2 separate regions of the Mus musculus genome follow, and region 2 is linked to region 1. A link is a contact called in public Hi-C data. All regions are on one chromosome and are shown on one strand. The core of a region is the stretch at or near the end of the contact, and the rest is flanking DNA. Distances in the headings are between cores, read along the strand shown.

Region 1 (3,225 bases), core at 431-2,930:
GTATACCTCCCAGCATTCAGGAGGCAGAGACAGGCAGATCTCTGTGAGTTCTAGGCTAGCATGGTCCACAGAGTTCCAGGACAGCCAGGGCTACACAGAGAAAACATGTCTCAAAAGAACAAACAAAAACAAAGAGATGTAGAACTCTCAGCTCGTTCTCTAGCACCATGTCTGCCTGCAAGCTGCCATGCTTCCTGCCATGACGATAATGGACTAAACCTTTGAAACTGTAAACCAGCCCCAATTAAATGTCCTTAAAAGAGTTGTCGTGGTCACTGTGTTTCTTCACAGCAGCGGAACCCTAACTAAGACATGTGTCGAAAGGGATATTTACAGTGAGTAGTACAGTGAGTGGTTGGTTTATTGAGTTAGTTTGACAAACTATCCGGAGTCCTCTCTAATAAGACCAAAAGTTCACCCAGCTAATGATTTATTTCTAAAGGCGCACCCTGACCCCTGAGGTCAAGGCAACAGGAAGGGACAGAGACACTTCCTCCAACAAGGCCACACTTCCTAACAGTGCTGCTCTCTGTGGGCCTATGGGGGCCATTTTTATTCAGTGGCCGATGGATTACCAACCCCATCCCTCCAGGCCTGACAGACTTGAGAGGCGAGCTTCAGCTCTGGCCCAGGTGCACAGAGTAGCGCTGGTGCCAGGTTTCCTTCCTTATTTATTTAAAGCCGAAAGGTGCTTGGAAGTTCTTGGTATAATTCTAGAATCTTACAAGTAAGAGGTTGTCACTGGTCCAGAATGTCCCAGAGCTATGTGTTTCAAAGGGCCCACCATTCCCACCTGGCAGCCAGCCTGGCACTTGTCGCTTTCATCCTACACAGGTGTCTCCAGGGGACTGCTGACAACTTTATGGGCATCTACAGGTACAACGTGAGCTGAGCATCTCAAGCTAGCACGCAAGCTCACACCTGCATCCCAGGAGTTGGGAGCAGAAGCAGGAAGCTCACATTAGCTCAAAGGCACTGGAACAATATAGTGAATTCAAGACCAGCCTAGGCTACAGAGACCAGGTAGTCCTAAAAGCCCAAAGGGGACCCTTTCATGTTCCATATTTTGAGAGTTAAGAGGAAGTAAACCAATGTTTTAACTTTGCTGTTATGAACAAAATCTCCTAAACTCCAAGGCAGACTCTGTAACTGCAAAATTCAGCAAGGTTCATTCTCACACCTGCCCCACTCCTATCACCTTTGGAAGGAACTTTACCCCGCATTTCCAACATTAGAATCAGCTCCACAGACGCCCGAGGTCTCAGATTCACTTCCATCCCCTTCCTATGTTAGTGTGCCACCAGGGTAGGGCCCCTTGTGAAGTCTTATCCACCAGCAAAGCCAGAGAGGCGAGTCTCTGCACACGCTCCCTTATCAGGAACATGGTCCTCGTGTTTACCATGAATACTGAGCCAAAAGAATTAATTATTAACAAAGTTTATTAATATCACTACATTGAGGACTCAAATTCTACAAATGACTAATGGTCAAGGAAGTCGGCGCCACGTGACAGAGCGCGACACTATTTACATACGACGGTGTCACTGCATGAATCCCCTCTGTAAAAAGCTACTGCCCCCCAAGCATTTCAGGTCACCGCCTTTGGAGACCTCGGGAGCGCCGCAGCTCTGGTTTTAGTGAACACTGACAAGCTACCTAAACTGGGCCAAGTCAACAAGGGCCTGGGCAAGCCGCCTGGTGTCTCGCTGGCCTCTAAGGGGACAGGCAACTTTCCTCGCATAACCAACCCAGCAAGAGACAGGAAAAGCCCCTCCACACATCACAGCCGCTCTACTGCCTCAAGGGCTGCCCCAACCCCACTGAAAACCTCGCCAGGGCTGGTGCGGGGCACTTTGTGCCCCCCACATTCTCCCTCCGCACCTCAGCCTTCCCGGTTTTGTCCCTCAAAAGCCATCTACACAAAAAGCCCAGTCACTAAGCAACAGGGATCCATCCAAAGGCTGCTTTTTCCCTTGAAAGAGAAAAGGGGAGTGGTGGAAAAACTCACTGAATTTTGAAATCACCAAGGTGCCAAAAACACAAGGTAGATTTTTGGTCTTCCTATGGGCTTTCTCAGGAAACAGAGGCCTCAAGGTTAAGGGGCAAGGCAGAGGACAGAGCGCAGGGATGGGAGGTGTGGATGGCAGGGATGGGTTATTTTCATTCCCCTATGCTACAGATGCTGAAAGAAAATGCTAATTTAACCAAGGTGGCCTACTTCCTTCTTCTCCTCCTCCTCCTGGTCCCCACCCCCTTACAGCCCCCCTCCCTCCATCAGCCTGTTCCCCACCTTCTTTTTGGGTCTCCACCCACTGGATCGTAGGAAGCTGGGAAGTTTGTTTGACCACAGCCTGGTAGGAACTCCCTTGCCCAGTCACAGGTAGCCGTCATCCAAACTGCCTCAAGTCAGAGGAGGGTTTGAGCACACTTACACACACTGCCCTGGTGAGCAAGCACTTTGTCAGCTTGTATCTGTTTTCCAGACATGGACCTACTAGGTAGCCCAGCCTACTCTTGAATTCACAATCCTCTAAAATTCAGTCTCTCAGAATCCTAGGATTACAATGCCCAGTCCCCAAACAAGGTTTTGAAGGGGCTTAAGCTGGCCACGAAAACCAAGCACTAAAATATTTAAAGGTAAATTAATTTGAATTCACTTTGAACTTGGAACTGCACTAAATGAAGGGAAGTCTGGAGCTATTTCAAGAGAGCCAGGACAAGAGTGAGTGAATCCTGGCTGTGTGTTAACAGGGGAACAACAAAAAAAGAACTTTCAAGAATTCCATTTAAAGAATTCCATTCTCTAAGTTCGGTTTGGCCCTAAAAATAAAAAAGAAGTTGCTTGTTGGTGGTACAAAAGCCCTGCTACAGCCTGATGGCCGCTAGCAGAGCTTTGCTGGCTCAGCTGCACCCCAGTGACCGAGGTCCACGAGGTCCACAGGTAGAAGGACCCTAGTGCACATGAGAACATCAGGAGGCACACTCACTAACTCACTAACTGCTCCGTTTGCCTCCTTCCCCATGAAGCCCAGAGCCATGGGGCCCTTGAAGTTGTTAAACAGAATGTTCGTAGCTGGAACTTCATAAAGATTCTGATGAAGCCTGAGCTCCTGAGAAATACTAAACCTGGGTGAAGCAGCTCAGCGGGGAGCCACGCTCCTCGAGCAAAGCCTGAGGTAGAGCTCTGGAACCAAGGAGGCCTCACAGCACCGGGCTACATACAGT
Region 2 (3,225 bases), core at 496-2,995, 470 kb after region 1:
CCATTGGTTCATTTCGCCCCATTGCACTGAGTTAGGACCTGGGGTCTTCCCTGCTGCAGCAAACCACAAATATCTTAACAATGAGCACACCGCCATTCGAGTTGAGTTCATTTTAATCCACATTGGTAATGCAGTTCTGGGCCTTGCTGATTAAAAAATGACCCACTTAACGCAACTGAATGGAGCATCCCCCCACCCCACCCCCCGCCCCTGTAATTCTTTTGGGACTGCAGATTGCCATGGTCCTAAGGAGATAAGCATCACTAATCCCAGACTCAGCCAGGACTTGACTCTAACGAATCAGGATGGCTGATTATTCCACCGGAGGCATGCTGCTAAATTGCTGTTACCTCAAATTTGTGTGGGAGGCCTTTGCAAAGTAGCAGAGAGGAGAGTAAGTCTGCAGATAAAAACTGGGAGAAAGAGGAGAGCCCTGGGGGACAAGAAATGGGAAATGAAGAGAATGTATAGGAAGTATTAAAAGGCAGGGTCATAGTTGACCAGAGTTGGTTTTAAAACAAAAAGAAAAAGAAAAAAAACAAAAAAGGCTAGTCTTGGTAGCACACACACCTGTCATTCCAGTCCTAGGGAGACAGACAAGAGGACGGCCATAGTTCCAAGCCAGCCTGGCTGCATAGTGAGTTCCAGGTCAGCCTGGCTACATAGTGAGAGCCTGTTTCAATCCCTTCTCTACCCACCATCCACCTCAAATAAAGACCTGAAATGGGAAAAGGGAAAGTCTGAGATAATAGCAAACCCAGTCTTGTGGACTCACTCGGCAGTTGGGTCAGCAGTGGCCATGTACAGAGAAGTCAGAGGCTTTGTAGAGAGTCGCCGTTTTGTAGAGAGACTAGGAGCGGGGCCATCTCTCAGAAGAAAAACCCCCACTTTCTGCTTACTGGAGGGCACCATCTGTAATTGCTACTCAACATCCCGAGTTAATGCTTCGAGGGTCTCTTCACAAAGCAAGTGTTTAATGTCTAGTATCTAACCACTTAATATTTAACTTTTAGTGCAGCGTATCAATACCTTCCAGCCATTGTGCTTAGATACCTGGTATTTTTTTTCATTAGCAACCGATAGGCATCTATAATGGTTAATTCCGTGGCCGTGTTGGTATTGGATACTAGGTTATGTTACAACACAAAACAGTAGTCACATAAGAAGGTTCTAGTTTATACAAACTAAACAAGTCACCTAATCGTAGAAACATGTGGGCAAAACTGAAATTTAACATGGTTTTTAATGCCTTTGCATGGAGATTGTCATACAAGCATTCTCAAAGGGCGAGCTATCTGGGGTGTCACCGCTCTCATCTGAAGATAAGGTATACATCAAAGCTGGTATAGATTCAATTCTGTGTTACAGTAAGAAACCACCACTTAGTGCTAGGCACTGAGTATGTGTGCGTGTGCATGTGCGCACACCTGCTCTCTGACATCTCAGCACGGGACTCCATCACTCAGAAAAATGCAAAGTCCCTTTTTACCGTTTAACTTTGTAGTTCCCACCCCAGCGTACCACAGTTACTCCATAGAGGATATTTTGGAATTTTAGAGTAAAACATGGAGTAGTTGGTGATTTTCCAACTCCCCCGTACCCCCAACACACTGGTACCTTGAAGTAGTTCACAGTTTCAACATTAGGTGGCGCTACATTCCTTTTGATGATGTCATCTCTCTCTAAGGTTGAGTTTGGGGACATAAAAGGCAAACACTGTAAGGTAGGTAATAGAGGTTAAGTTGTGCAATTGGAAGCATCCAGTCTGACCCTGAGACTTGAAGTTCCACAGGGCCTGACAGATATGCATAACCTTTCCTAAGGAATTGTGGTTTAAAAATAAATGTACACTTTTGTTTTTTAACTCTTAGTTTTGTTTTCTTCAAATTCCTACTAGCTCACAAAGGCAGCTACTTAGGAATTGTTTGAACCTAACTACTTAATAAATGAGCTGTTGGGTATTTTGTTTGGCCAAGAGACACTATGAGAACTGTCCAAGACTAACAAATTCATGGATCAAGAAAGTTTGGGATCCTTAACTCAACTGTGAACTATTACACAGCCCACTGAAGCTATAGCAAATGTCTCCAGTAGATTGTCTCGTTGACACATATGTCCCTGACTCTATCCTGCCTGACTGGGGTGAGCTGCAATATCATGTTGCTTATACCCTCCCTCCCATATAGGAATTCTTTCCTTCTCAATAAATCCAAAAATGTACGTATTCCCTACCAAATAGCTCATAGGAGTTCCTAAAATTTGACTGTAAATAAAAGAAATTCTCACAGGAAATTCAGATCACTTAGCCCTTTGGTTCCATTCCAGAACTGGCATTGTGTTCTCGGGGTGGGGAGAGTAAATAAGTTAAATGAATCCCAGAACAGATTAAAAAAGAAAATATGATATTTTGAAATTAAATATTCAAAGAGGAAAAGTGGTTTTGTTTTATTTTTAAAGTGTCTCAAAACAACTTCCAAATGACAAAGCAAAGACAGTGCTGCAGGTGACTTAGAGGTGCTTTTCAATTCATCATGAAACAGTTCTTTACTTGCAAGAATATTCATGACAGGGTTCCCCGAGATACGAACCTCCTGGGGGCATGTGAGAATACAATTTAAAAACAAATTTTTTTTTAAAAAATTCAATTTACCTCCAATTTTTTTCGGAAGCAAAACTTTGGATTTAAACAGGGTGCATCTGTTTCCAGAAAATACCCACCGGTGGGCACAAATGCCCACCCATGTGTGTGTGTGTGTGTGTGTGTGTGTGTTCACATGTATGAAAGTGCCCACCCACAGGGCCGTGTATGGAATATCAGCGCTGTACAGAGCTCACACTCAGCACTCAGCAGTTTTCCCGTTGAACACACCCCGAGCTTGGGCGCTAAACTGCCTTGGCTGCTGCTTGCATTTGATCCTGTTGGGAATGAGGCTAATTGCTGAAGAATTTCCATCTTAGCCAGGCTGTTAGCGCTTGAAATTAATTGGAGTTTTTACAGAATATTTAAGGCTTACTTGTACAGAGACCTTGGCTGTTCGGGAGCCTGGGTACATCCATTTTTCCAGATTTCCTGATGTATCGTCTACACCGATGCCCACCCGAGAAACAAGTTTTATTTAGCAATCATTTGATTGCAGAGGGTTGTTTGCATCCCCTCATTCAGCGGGGGACATCTGCGTGCACACCTTCTTTAAAACCCTTTCTGCCATCCTAACATGCTAATTA

The links. A called contact is a pair of places that touch in the nucleus more often than the background predicts.
Region 2: a contact with region 1 is called in a Hi-C map of liver, with 2.8 times the contacts expected there. The contact joins two enhancer-like sites.

The regions. Positions count from the first base shown.
Region 1 is chr13:113,601,596-113,604,820 of GRCm38.p6, forward strand. All of the region lies in intron 1 of Snx18 (sorting nexin 18), which reads right to left. Among named protein-coding and RNA genes, the nearest start is that of Snx18, 15 kb to the right of the region's middle. Within about 2 kb of position 1,681, at least 63 of the 459 cell types and tissues checked have an H3K27ac peak or open chromatin away from gene starts, as enhancers often do. A contact at or near this core is called in liver, where this site is marked.
Region 2 is chr13:114,074,521-114,077,745 of GRCm38.p6, forward strand. All of the region lies in intron 4 of Arl15 (ADP-ribosylation factor-like 15), which reads left to right. Among named protein-coding and RNA genes, the nearest start is that of A430090L17Rik, 75 kb to the right of the region's middle. Within about 2 kb of position 1,746, at least 13 of the 459 cell types and tissues checked have an H3K27ac peak or open chromatin away from gene starts, as enhancers often do. A contact at or near this core is called in liver, where this site is marked.